2 separate regions of the Mus musculus genome follow, and region 1 is linked to region 2. Evidence: chromatin contacts called from public promoter capture Hi-C data. All regions are on one chromosome and are shown on one strand. Each heading gives the region's core, a stretch centred on a gene start, on an enhancer-like site or on the middle of the called end of the contact. The rest is flanking DNA. Distances are from core to core; before and after follow the strand shown. Region 1 holds the start of B930095G15Rik (RIKEN cDNA B930095G15 gene). Region 2 holds the start of Mbnl2 (muscleblind like splicing factor 2).

What was found. Promoter capture Hi-C pulls out the DNA fragments that hold promoters and counts their contacts.
Region 1: a promoter capture Hi-C map of liver shows a contact between it and region 2, with 4 times the contacts expected there. The contact joins the promoter of B930095G15Rik here to the promoter of Mbnl2 in region 2. A contact is called at or near these places in 4 of 39 promoter capture datasets (cranial neural crest, liver and pre-B cells), 2 of 115 datasets of contacts at active chromatin or transcription factors (differentiating embryonic stem cells and pancreatic cancer cells) and 1 of 9 other capture datasets (embryonic stem cells).

What each region holds. Positions count from the first base shown.
Region 1 is chr14:121,247,033-121,252,808 of GRCm38.p6, forward strand. It overlaps B930095G15Rik (RIKEN cDNA B930095G15 gene), which reads left to right and starts at 1,674. Exons shown (of 1, transcript NR_155502.1): 1 at 1,674-5,776. All of the region lies in intron 13 of Farp1 (FERM, RhoGEF (Arhgef) and pleckstrin domain protein 1 (chondrocyte-derived)), which reads left to right.
Region 2 is chr14:120,273,228-120,279,111 of GRCm38.p6, forward strand. It overlaps Mbnl2 (muscleblind like splicing factor 2), which reads left to right and starts at 2,442. Exons shown (of 8, transcript NM_207515.2): 1 at 2,442-2,678. All of the region lies in intron 2 of Gm52122 (a long non-coding RNA gene), which reads right to left.

The DNA of each region.
Region 1 (5,776 bases), core at 424-2,923, 970 kb after region 2:
ATGTCCCTATGCAAAGCTCAGAAAGCACCAAGCCTTCCCAGAACTCCCCATTCTCTGACCTTGTGACCTCAGGCTCCAAGGCTTCCAAAGCCCACAGTCTCCATCTGGGACTTAGAAAGGACCTATATTTGTGTGACGTTGAACTGAGGTGAGGAAGGCCAGTGTCACAGTTGGCTGTCAAAAACGCAAAGCAGAGACCAGAGGGCTTCCTGAGACCTCAGTCTATCCACTGCAGCATACATGCTTCGGGCCTCTGGACTGAAGGAGCCTGGGCCTTTGAGCCTTGCCTACTCGCTGCTGCTCTGCAAACAGTATCTCACGGCCAAGGGTGGGAGACAGAGAAACTCAGAGTTTAAAGCTCCTCGCGGATGCTCTAGGACCCCTTACATTGTGATGTTATGTTAGATTTTATTTTGAAATATATCTAGTGGTTCCCCATGTGGATCCTTGTTAAGAGCAAACTGAAAAGGCATGAAATTCCTTTAGCGTGAAGAAATGCACTTAATGAGTTCCAGAGCCCAATGTGAACGGCCTCAGCCCCTGAAACAGTCATCTGGATGCCATCGATGGTATTTTATTAGATAGGCATTTAATTAGAGGAAGCTTTTGGGCCAGATTCTTTCTTATATGTGTGATTCATATTCAGGAATTTCTTACACGGCCATCCCCCTCCCCACCCACCCCACCCCCGCTCTTTGGCCCTGCGCTTAAAATCTGAGTAGTAAGACTTTTTTCTCCTCAAGAACATCTTTGAAGATTTAAACCAAGTAATGAAAAAAAAAAAAAAAAAAGTCCAGGCCTGAAGAACCTAGATGCAGAGTCAGCCCCTGGCCTGCTGAGTCTTGGGGGGGGGGGGGGAGTTGGGGGGAGTTGACCTCAGAAGTCTCCCTGGTTGTACGTTGCCAAGCTTTTTGTAAAAGGAGGATTAAAATTCAGATAGGAAACATTTTTAACATTGGTGAATTGATGGTAAATGTGCTTAGAGGTTCGTTTTGTCCCCTTTTTCCCTTTTTATCTAGAGTCCCTGACCACAGGAGTTCAGTCTGCTTTCTCCCCGTACAGTGCTTTCTGCCCTCTCTGAGCAGCGCTGTGCTTGCCACAGGCGCAGCCCTTATTGAATGAGCCTCAGAGGTACAGGTGGACCCAGCCTGCAGTTAGTCAGTCAGGCTTGGTTTGACTCTGTGTGCCTCTGTCTTGATCGCTTGGCTTTGCCTGAGCCCTTTACGTGGGTTTAGCTAGAATTTCCATAGCCACTGTGGTTATAACTCCCATGGCAAGCTGTTTCCTGCTCCTCTCTCCCATCCGAACCCATTGCTCCTCCGTGTTCCTCCAAGGTTTCCCTCCATCACATTGCACGGCTCAGGTCTGTTCTGCTGTCGCTGAATTCTGCAATGAAGTGCAAGAGTTTCTTTAAACGCAAGGAACAGACTGTAGCTTCATGCTGGCCAAACAAACACACAGGAGGGAAAGCCTGTGTTGGGAACAAGATTTTAAAAGGGGGTGGGGCCAAAGAACTGATTGGCACTGCTTTTTCCTTTGGTTTAATCCACCCCTTTCCCATGTGATGAGCTGAAACTTAAAACAGGAAATGAACTCACTGGAGGCACCAGGTACTGGGTGTTAACACAAAGGCCTGGCATTCAGGCCAAAATTAGCATGCCTCTTAATATCATTTTTTTTTTTTTTTTTTTTTTTTTTACGAAAGAGGTACTAATGAAAAGCATTTAAAAAAAAATTCCATAATGATTCAGATGTGGAGTCAGCTTAAATCAAAGATCCACGTGGTCTGGTTGCCACCAATTGGACAGAAAGCTGTGTGGTTCTCCCTTTTAGTAGCCTAGATACATACTTCCGAGTATGTCTCCTGGGAGCAGAGTTGAAAGTGTGGGTTTATGTTAACCGGCTGTGGCAGGGACAAGGAAAGGGGTAGGTCTGTTGGAAAAAGGTCTTCATGAAGTGAAGAGCGTAGCACTCTCAGAAACCTCTCACCCAGAGACGTGTTGCTCTCCAAGAAAACAATGGAATGCCCGACCAGAAAGAAGCTAGGGAAGCGCTTAAAACTCTCAGAGAGAGAGAGAGAGAGAGAGAGAGAGAGAGAGAGAGAGAGCTCTCCACACAGCCTTGGCTTTGCTTGGTTCTCCATTGAGGTTTTCTTGGGTGACTCTGTTGAGCCCATGATGGCCACTGGGCACAGCCCGGAAGGGGGCTCCCCTGCATGTTTGTGGCTCTGGTATTAGATGGCAGCTTCGCATGCAAGGCAGCACCTGTCCTTCTTCCTAAGGACTCTGGGCCAGGTTAGCTGCTCTGCGATGTCTCCAGATGACAGTTGTTGGTATGGAAAACCTGCCCCTATAGTGGTTGGGATAGAGTTCGAAAGGTCACGTCAGCAAAGCAAAGGTTGGTGCTGCGCCTGTGTGCACTGGTGCCAGGCAGCACTGCAGCCCCCTGGGCTGGTTCAGAATATTCAACAGTGGTGGGAAATGGCAGAAGACAAAGGCCCTTACAGAGTCTGGAGGTGGGAATGGGGCATGCAGGGTTCTGGCCGGTCTGTCATCCCTGGTGATGAGCGTCTGTCTCACGCAGCTGCACCCCCAGCTCCCTTTCCCCTGGCTTCCAGTGTGAGAAGCAAGACCTTGACCCTCTGCCTGCAATGCTACAGAAAGACCACACTTAGCTCTTCAGTTACCAAGAATGCCCGCTCTCTCCAGGAGCATCTAGAGGGCTTGAAGGGTCATCAACCCCTTGCTCTCACCTCTTCCTGCCTTGGAAAATTGCTGCAAACCTCACTAACCGAATCTCACCAGCCCAGCCCATGTTTTTAACACAATTTCCTCCTGTTCTCTCTGTGTGTGCATTTAATCCTTGAGGTAATAATGTGTTGTATTAAAATTTTCTGATGCACTGAATTAATTCTCAAGTAGAAAAGGCTGGGGACTTCATTCTCATTTCTGTCATTTGTTTAATAAATTTAAGAAACATTCTTTCCATTGTTCCACTGTATACCGTTTTGTCAGCATGTACCTACCTGGGAGAAGACGCTCTGTTTTGAACATTCTGTCTTGATCCTTGGAGCATGGCATACCTTCTGTCCCCTGCACTGTTGGAACGCTGTTTGATGTCTTTTCAACCCAAAACCTTGCCTAAATACCAATTTGTACCTGGAATACCCTTTGTAGAACACAGCAGTCGCTCACCCAGCGGCACTTTGACAGACCGAATCATGGCCACCCAGGCGCCGGGAGAAGTGTACACTTGGCTTTTGTGGCCTCATCTTCTCTCAAGGCCCTGCACCGTATAAGGTGCTATGGGGTGGGGCAAGCCCTTGGAGGAGAGCAAGTTCACTTTAAAGGGGGGCAGATGTAGGTGGAACAGAGCGCATCTGAGACAGCAGCTTACGTTGGGAGCTCACACAGCCAGCCGTCCACAGGCTGGGCTTTGCTATTCCCAGTGGGAGTGAAACACCTGATGCTGATTGGCTTTGGTGGGAGGGAGTGGGGCGTAGCATCTCCATCAGACAAGCTCTTTGTCCCCTGGGTGGGCACCCACAATGTGTGCTCCTCAGATGCGCCCTGCTTTCACTTCTGCCTGTGCTTCCGTGTGGAGCCTCCGCACAGCATGGACTCCTGTCACCCAGGATGCTCTCTGTCTTCTCTGATAGCCATGAGTTTGGTGGCGAGCATGGAAGACCAAACTCATGTCAAATGTTTGCATGGTATTAATATCTTGTGTTACTCTAAACTCCAGAGGCTTTCCTAAACCTTGTCCTAACGGGAATCTTGCTGTTAACAAACCAAAAACCTGTTTGATGTAACTGTTCTTTCCCACCGATGGCTGAAGCTTTGTCCTTCCTACAAGATGGTATACTAGACTCCACGTTCCTCAGTGACACCAAGTTCACAAGTCCTCCGCCATCTTCAAAGCAGGATTCTCCTTTACCTTTGCCCTAGAAGTAAGAGCAGCCTTGTATGCTCTCTGCCATTTGACCCTAAGTGACACCCCCTCTGTCTGTCTGTCTGTCTGTCTGTCTGTCGCCTGTCTGCAAGTCCGACATCACTGTTGCTTGTCTGAATGGCTTGGTGATGAAGTGTGAAGTGGAAGCTTAGCTGTTGTTGAGCTCGCCTTAAAGGATGCTGGTTCTGAGGAACGCATGTAACTTGCCCCCAGCCACCTAAGGTATCAGGAAGAGGACACCATCTCTAACACTGGTAAACTGTGACCTCACTCTTCCATGTGGGAACCTTGCCATTCCAGCCAGCTGTTGTCATAGAGTCCGATGGCCAGGGACCCACCTCTGATTCAGTGTGGTGGGGATTTTCTTGGGTGGTGAATGCTCAGAATAGATGATCTCATTCGAAATTTCATTGTCTTCTTTCTTAGTGGGAAGTCGTGAGTTTAAAAAGAGCCCTGTGTTTCTTCTGTCTTTCCTATGTATGCCTCTAGAACTAACACATTCTGAGTATGTAGGTAAAAAAAAAAAAAAAATCTATATTTTAGAACCAGGTAACAAAAGATAGGATTGTAGCATCTAAAAACTTGCAAAAGACGTAAGTTTATTCGGAGAATAGTAAAGAAGTTTTGAAAGTAGGAGTTAATCAGCGCCATCAATGTTCTCATTTTAATAATTTATCAAATAACAAGTTTCTTTTTTTTTTTTAATTGTCAGGTTTTCTGCTTCTCTTTTTACAGGAAAGAACCCACACGAAATACCTATCAAGTTAAAAATTAGACACTAATCAACTTACTGACTACTTTACAAAACAGGACAGGTTCAGAAGTATGTGAAATGCCATTTTAATTATCTGAGAAATAGATTGGATTTTTTTCTCACTCTCTCTTCCCAGAACTGGGTGAGTCTGTTTACACAGCTTTGGCCTACGCTGAAGAAGCAGATCATTAGCAGGGAGCTTGTGCCAGCCCTCAGAGGGGATGAGAGGCAGGAAGCTGTGCCCGCTCCCTCTCAGGCCGTTTTGTCTCCTCTGATGAAGAGCCTGTCCTGAGCCTCTGAGCTCAGCCTCCTATGGGCCAGGAGAGAATTATGAATGTATTCTAAATGAAAATGATAAAGCTGTAGAGGCAGGCTCTGGGATAGGTGATAGATTGAAATCCATAAAAACAGCAGGGCCAATTTGAAATCCCATAATTATTTGTGGAATGACAAAGTGTCCATTTAAGAAGATTTGAAAAGGCCTTTGCCAGAAGTGTGTGCCCTTAGAGCATTGTTGGTGGGGGATTGCTGGCCCACCTCTTCATGCAGATTAGTGGGAGAGGAAGACATTGCCGAGGAGCTACTAACCTGAGTGCCTGAGAAAAACTTTTAGAAGTAGGGATTGGAAATCTCCAGAGGTTTAGTGAGCAGTTGATCTCTTCCCTAACACCTTGGAATTCCTTCCCGCCTCTTGCCTTACTACCCGGGTGCTTCCTCGGAGGGTCGTACAGAATTGTCTACCTGTAGCTCCCTCCCTCATGAAGAAATTTGCCTATTCTCACTTGCAGTCAGGGAAGACAGGTTTAAAAAACAAAAGCCCACTCGTCAATCATTCCACAGCATAAGGACAAAGGTGCCTGATGGGTTCCTCTTCTCTGTTCCCACCACCTGTGGCTGTGCCTTCAAAACGGTTGTCAGACTTAGTGACCTTCAGTCCTGTGTAGTCACACTAACTCTACATAACCTTGAACCCCGCTTGCTTTAGACATGCCCTTCACACTCACCAGTCTGGACACAGAGCTGCCAGATTCTCCCTAACTGTTCTTGCCAGCGTGTCTCATTGATTGCTGA
Region 2 (5,884 bases), core at 1,192-3,691:
TATTTCAAGAGTTAAGGATGTCAGTGAACAGAAGGACATTGGCAGGAAGAAACAAAGTAAAATGTTCTAAATATTCAGGTGGTAAACTCAACAGACTTTGACAATGGATTTCAGGTTACTGTTGGAGAGGGAAGTGAAGAAAAGTGTCAGGCTTTTGGCTCTTATAAATCAGTAAGTGTGACATCGTTTCTTGTGATACCAAATAACCAGCATGTTTGTGTGTGACTTCTTGTCCAACACAGAAATTACGCCAATGACAGACATCCTCTAGTGCAGCTCTGTCACACCAGCCTTTGTAGAGATGCTTTGTGCACATTCTCTTAATTAATGTAGGACACAGACCTAGCCTTCTAAAATGGCAAGATCAGCTCAGGCAAGCTAGCTACACAAGGCTGCATTGTTAGAGGCTTAAAATAGTCTGGGACAACGACCAGTACAGAAGCCTTTTGAACATGAGAGAGGCTGATGTGGGTGAGGCCGGCATAGCTGAAGAAATGGCAGGTGATCTGAGGTCTGTACAGTGTGTAAGGAGGGGAAGCGAACATGGGGTAGAGAGCAGGGAGCTTCATTTAGGAAAATGGCAGACTTAAAGTGGACTATAAAGGCAGGGGCCACATTTAGCAGGACCTTGAAAGTCTGTAATTTGGATTTTATGGAGGGACAGGTTTGAGTGTAAAAGGAACATGACTTTACATGACTTCAGAAAAACCTGTCTGGCAACAGGGAAGACCAGAACCGACGTGCCTTGAGGACCAGAGGCTATCAATTAGCTTTTGTACCATACAGGGAATAGGTCAGGGCTCTGGCCGAGCTGGGAGGAGAACACTAAGAGGCTTAATGTCTCTGGGTGAGAAATGGGCTTGACAGAGACTAAAGTCTAAGTAATAAGATTGTAAAAAATGGGGATTTCGTGTCAAAAGCAGGAGGAGCTGGGGAAGAAGGTAAGTTTGAGATCAACACTCAGGTATGTGTGCATAGGTGTATTAACAGTTTAAAAAGATTTCCACTTGTTTAAATGTAGCTAATTTAACTTTCCAGGAAAAACAAAACAAAACAACAGACTTAACCAAAGCCTATCAAAGATAATATTGACTAGAAATGAAAATCAATATTAGAGATTAAAGTGAAGAGGAGTAAAATAAGATATTCTATTGAAGAAAATTAGTCCACAAGTCACAAGAAATGATGTGTTTTAAGAACACAATTCCAAAATCTAAAAATACCAAAACCATTACATTCTGCCCTGTTACTCCATTCCAGATGCATTCGTTAAACAGTTGCAGAGAGAGAGAGAGAGAGAGAGAGAGAGAGAGAGAGAGAGAGAGAGAGAGAGAGAGAGAGAGGCTCAATCTTTCAGATGAATAGGATCTTTGTTCTTGCCTGTAGTTAGTCACGGGACCTTCATACTTAATTTTTAAGATGCAAAATGTTGTGTTTTGTGGAAGGAAAATGTGTGCTTATTGTGTTTTCTAAATGCCATATGTTTTTGTTTTTGTTTTCAAAGCATGCAGAAATGCTGTTGACTGAGAAGAAGAAAAAAATAACCCTTTCCGTTCTTTTTTTTCTTGCTTTATCTTAGGGAACCTCTGGCATCTGTGGGTCAACCTTTGTAGATTGAAAATGGAGGATGTCCCTTAGGTCAGTGCCATGTGTATTCAGCAGTAAACGCCCTCCAGCAGTCATTGCGGCACTAAAGACAGGATGGGCAACGTATGAGCATTTATCAAATGGCATCTAAGAAGGTTAAGACACAGTTAATCCCCCAGTGGGTGCCAGCCAAGAGCCTCAAAGCTTAATGTAGAGATATCAGTTCTGTCCTTCGGCATCCCCTAATTGAAGTCTCTAGTGCTCTGGAAACTTAGATGGAAAATATATGGGTTCCAGTAAGTAGCCACTGAAATGACAGCTCTCTAGAAAAGCTGTGTGCTGGGGCTTCAAGCATGGTCTGGTCTTCAGTGTGCAATCCAACTTGGCTATAGCCTCCCTCCGTCATGGAAATTGCCTGCAAATGTTTCGTAAGGTATCACTTTGCATGAAAAACACTGAATTGTCTCACAAACGAATGTGTACATCTATGTCAGTATGCTTCCTCAAACGCCCTAAGACTTTAGTTTGGGATCCAATTGGATTTCTTGGCCATCTTAGGAGTTTCGTGATTCCCGGAGTGTTTATGATGCAACTCCCAGCTACGGGCTGGGTGTCTCGAAGCGTATTTGTCTGAGCTACCCCTCTCTGTGCTCTGCCAATTATGTGCCACTTTGTCTCGGAGCTATGACTGCTTTCCTCGGAGAGGGAGATCCCTTTTCCATCAGTATGGACGCACTGTTTTCAGAGCCTGCCAGCGCTGTGTTGCTGTGTCAGTCATCCTATGAGGACCAGTTTCAGACGAGGAGGGCTGACGAGCTGGCCGGGGATTGGTGGGCTGAGCCTGGGCGGGGCCTGTGGGAAGGAAGGGCTGCAGCTCACAGCAACAGAGTTTAGACTGTCTTTGCTTCATCATCTGAAGGTAAAATTTTCCAGCCACGGCCGGCGGCTCGCAGAGTACAATAAACAGGGACGGAGAACTATTTGCATGGACCCCCCTTCCTCATGATGCGGTGGAGAAGCCACGGCCACTCGGTCCTGCCAGATGTTCTTGGGGTTACTGTACATGGGGAAGACGAGCAGAGCTAAACAAGGTAGGAGAAACAACCCCCCCTCCCCAATTTTTTTTTAATGTTTAAAGAGTTTGCTGCAGTATGCTGCATTCCATGTGTGTGCTTAGGGAAGCCAGGGAGACCGATTCCACTAATTCGAACGGAATACTCGCAGGAAACCCTGGAGTTTTACGTAACGTTTGGATTTGAGAACAAGAAACGGCAAAGCTGGAATCTACGCCGCCCGTTTAGGGTGAGGCATTAAAAAAAAAAAAAAAAAACCGAGGTTTTTATTTATTTATTTAAAGGACAGATTTGTTTATTATTATTATCTTTAATTATCTGAAAGATCCAGGCCAGGATTATCTTAAGATAATGGAGGTTTTTTACTGCCAGAGTGGGCTACAGAATAAAGTTTACGTGTTTCCTGTTCTTTGAAAACATACTTGAAATTAAGAATTTAAAAAAAAAATCTGCTTAAATAATCATCGGCTGAACGTTTGGGACGAAAATATGTCTGTTTCTTGGAAATTGGGGGCCACCCTGGTGCTACAGGGCAATGGCTTTAATTGAGTTTCAAAAGCACATTTTAAGCAGCACCAGGGCAGAAGAGGAAGCTTCCTGGCTAGTCTTAGACACTGTGGTTCAATGTTTACATTGCTTTTCCTGGCAGCCTCTGTCTTTGTTTCCAGCTTAAAAGTGGAACCATTATATTCAAAAGTAAGGCTGGGTTAATAATGCTTACTGCAATTATCTGATCTGTATGCATTTTTAATGAGAACACACAGCCAGCAGAATAATTTAATGAGAGCAGGCTAGCTTTTAAAGCTGGGCTCTCACTATGCCCAGCCAGATCAACTTTCTTGCCGAGAAGCAGCGGCTGGAAAGGGTGAAGCAGATTTATTTTTAACACACTTGGCCCAGGAGAAGGGAAGGCTTTCTCTGTGTTAAAGAATTCTTTCTGCCCTTTTCCGTTTTAAATTTCTGCCAGGCTGAGGAAACCGTGTTTTTTTTGTTAGGCCTTGGAAGCATGTGTTTACAATAAATGTGTAACATTTTTAGAATAGTTAGCAAGCACTGAAGCGAAGGGGGGAAAAAAAACTTGCCTAACTGCCACCTCCGTGAATGTTCTAATGTTCTTCAAAAAAGCCTTACTGTCTCTTTAAAAGACAAAGATTAAGTCGGAAAATGTCTATTAGGGCATTTTTATATTTAGGCAGCAACAAGGAACAAAAATTAAATGAGACATTTTATCATCTATGTAAGAGGAAGTTTCTTCCTCTCGTTTGCTCCGTTCTGAGGGAGAGCAGTGCTCATTTAAATAAGGGCAATGCCACGTACCACGGTTTTTACTTTCAAGGAGAAGTGCAGGACACTAGCCCAGAACTCCTGACGTCATCCCCCAACTATTTCTGCTGTGTGTTCTTCTATTCAGCTTGTGGAAAGGAATAGTTCTCTATGTCCAGGCCAGGAACATTCGAACTCCCAGTTGGCAGGACTTGAGTTATGTCTTCCCATTTAAACCCACAGCCCATCCATCCCCCCTCACAGGCCAAATAGGGCAACTTTGCCTACCTGCCTGTCTGCCCAGGTTTTCTGCAGGCTTCTGGCTTGGCTAGAGAAAAGCCATGGCCTGCCTCAGGGAGCCGGATTTCACTTTCTTTCTGGTCTAACTCGCTCTGTGTCGTGGCTCAGTAAGCCTTCCTGTGTGGCCTATCCCAGGGGGTCCCGTCCCAGGGGGTCCTATCCCAGGGGGCCCATTCCCAGCCCCCCTGGAAACTTTACCTAAGGCCCAGGTTATGCTACCAAGTTCAAGGTTGATTGGCTGGTGGGTGACAGCTGCTTTCATAGATACAGCACCGTGTCCTAAGGCAGATGGCTCAAAGGAAATAAAATACACTAGTCCCTGCTGTTAACCCTGTGACACAGGTGGCACTCCTCTTGCACACCCTTGATTGTACGGATCTGGAGAAAGGTTAGTGTTTATTGAGGTTCCTTTTAAAGAAAGAATTTGGGCTAGAGCACACTGCAGTTCCCTGGAGTCCCTACTACCAGCTGGCCCTCCTGCACCACTTACTTAGTGTGGCCTTGAGCAAGTGCCTACCTCAGTTTCTCTTCAGGGACCTAATACTTATTACACTTTCTCTCCTAGAATTCTAGGGACCTGTTTTGTACAAACAACAGTAACAAAAGTTGTTTGTCTCCTGGGACAATTCACTGTGTAAAGTACAAAGGGAAGGGGCCTCTGTGTGGAAACATTGTGGGCAATGTCTTGGGCTGTTTAGATATAAGGCTACAAAATACAAAACCTCCAGTCTCTCCGTTTCTTATAAATTTTCTAAAGATGCCTAAGCCACAAATGAAATTTCCAAGGAAGTCAAGGCATGGTTGTTAGCGTTTCCTCCATCCGTCTCACCTAATGTTCTAGAAGCTGCTGGGCAGGCCAACCTCTGCCAGCAGTGGGCTTCCTAGAGTTGTGCTGGCCTAAGTTTCAGTTCTGACTTCGCGTCTTGTAAGAAATCTATGAGTGTGGCGGAAAGGAGAGCTAAAACCCGGCGGAAGGGAGGAAAAGATGCTTGTGAAATATATTGGTCATGCGGCTCTACTGCTGAACAGCCTGCCTTCACTCTGCTCGTTGTTTTAATTTGCTGTTGCCATGGTGAAAACAAATCAATATCACATGGCTCCCAGCCAGTCCCAAGCTCTGGGAGCGCCATAGAGATCCAAGAGCAGGTACTCTGGATTTCAAGCAGGAATGGGGAGCGGGCGACTTGGATCCTGAGCGCTAGTAAATTCCTCCTGCAGAAGGAGTTGGGTCAGTCTGACACACATTTATCTCTTCCTTTCTTCTTGCATTCTCTTATCAGCAATGAAAAAAAAATGTGGGAAGAAAGGCAAGCTGACTCATTTACATTTTCCAAAATAACGAAACAGTAGCAGTGCAGAAGCTAGTCGGGGGCTTGCAGTGGTGAAGATTTTAGTTAATGAAGAGATGGGACTGAGGCGAGAGGGAGTTTTAGAAAACAGTTTGGGTGCCTTCAGCACCTCCACAGAGAGCTACCCCTGAGAGGCCCTTGGGAGGTTAGCAGCTACTGCTGGCCTGTCAGGCAAGCGATCTGGCAACGAGGAAGCAGGTGGGCAGTTTGGAGTGAGGTGTGTCAGAGACAAGGAAGCCAGTCAGGAGCCTGAGTCATAGCAGATCAGCAAGTCAGAAGTCCATCAGGTGAGCGCACGAGGACTCCAAGGTC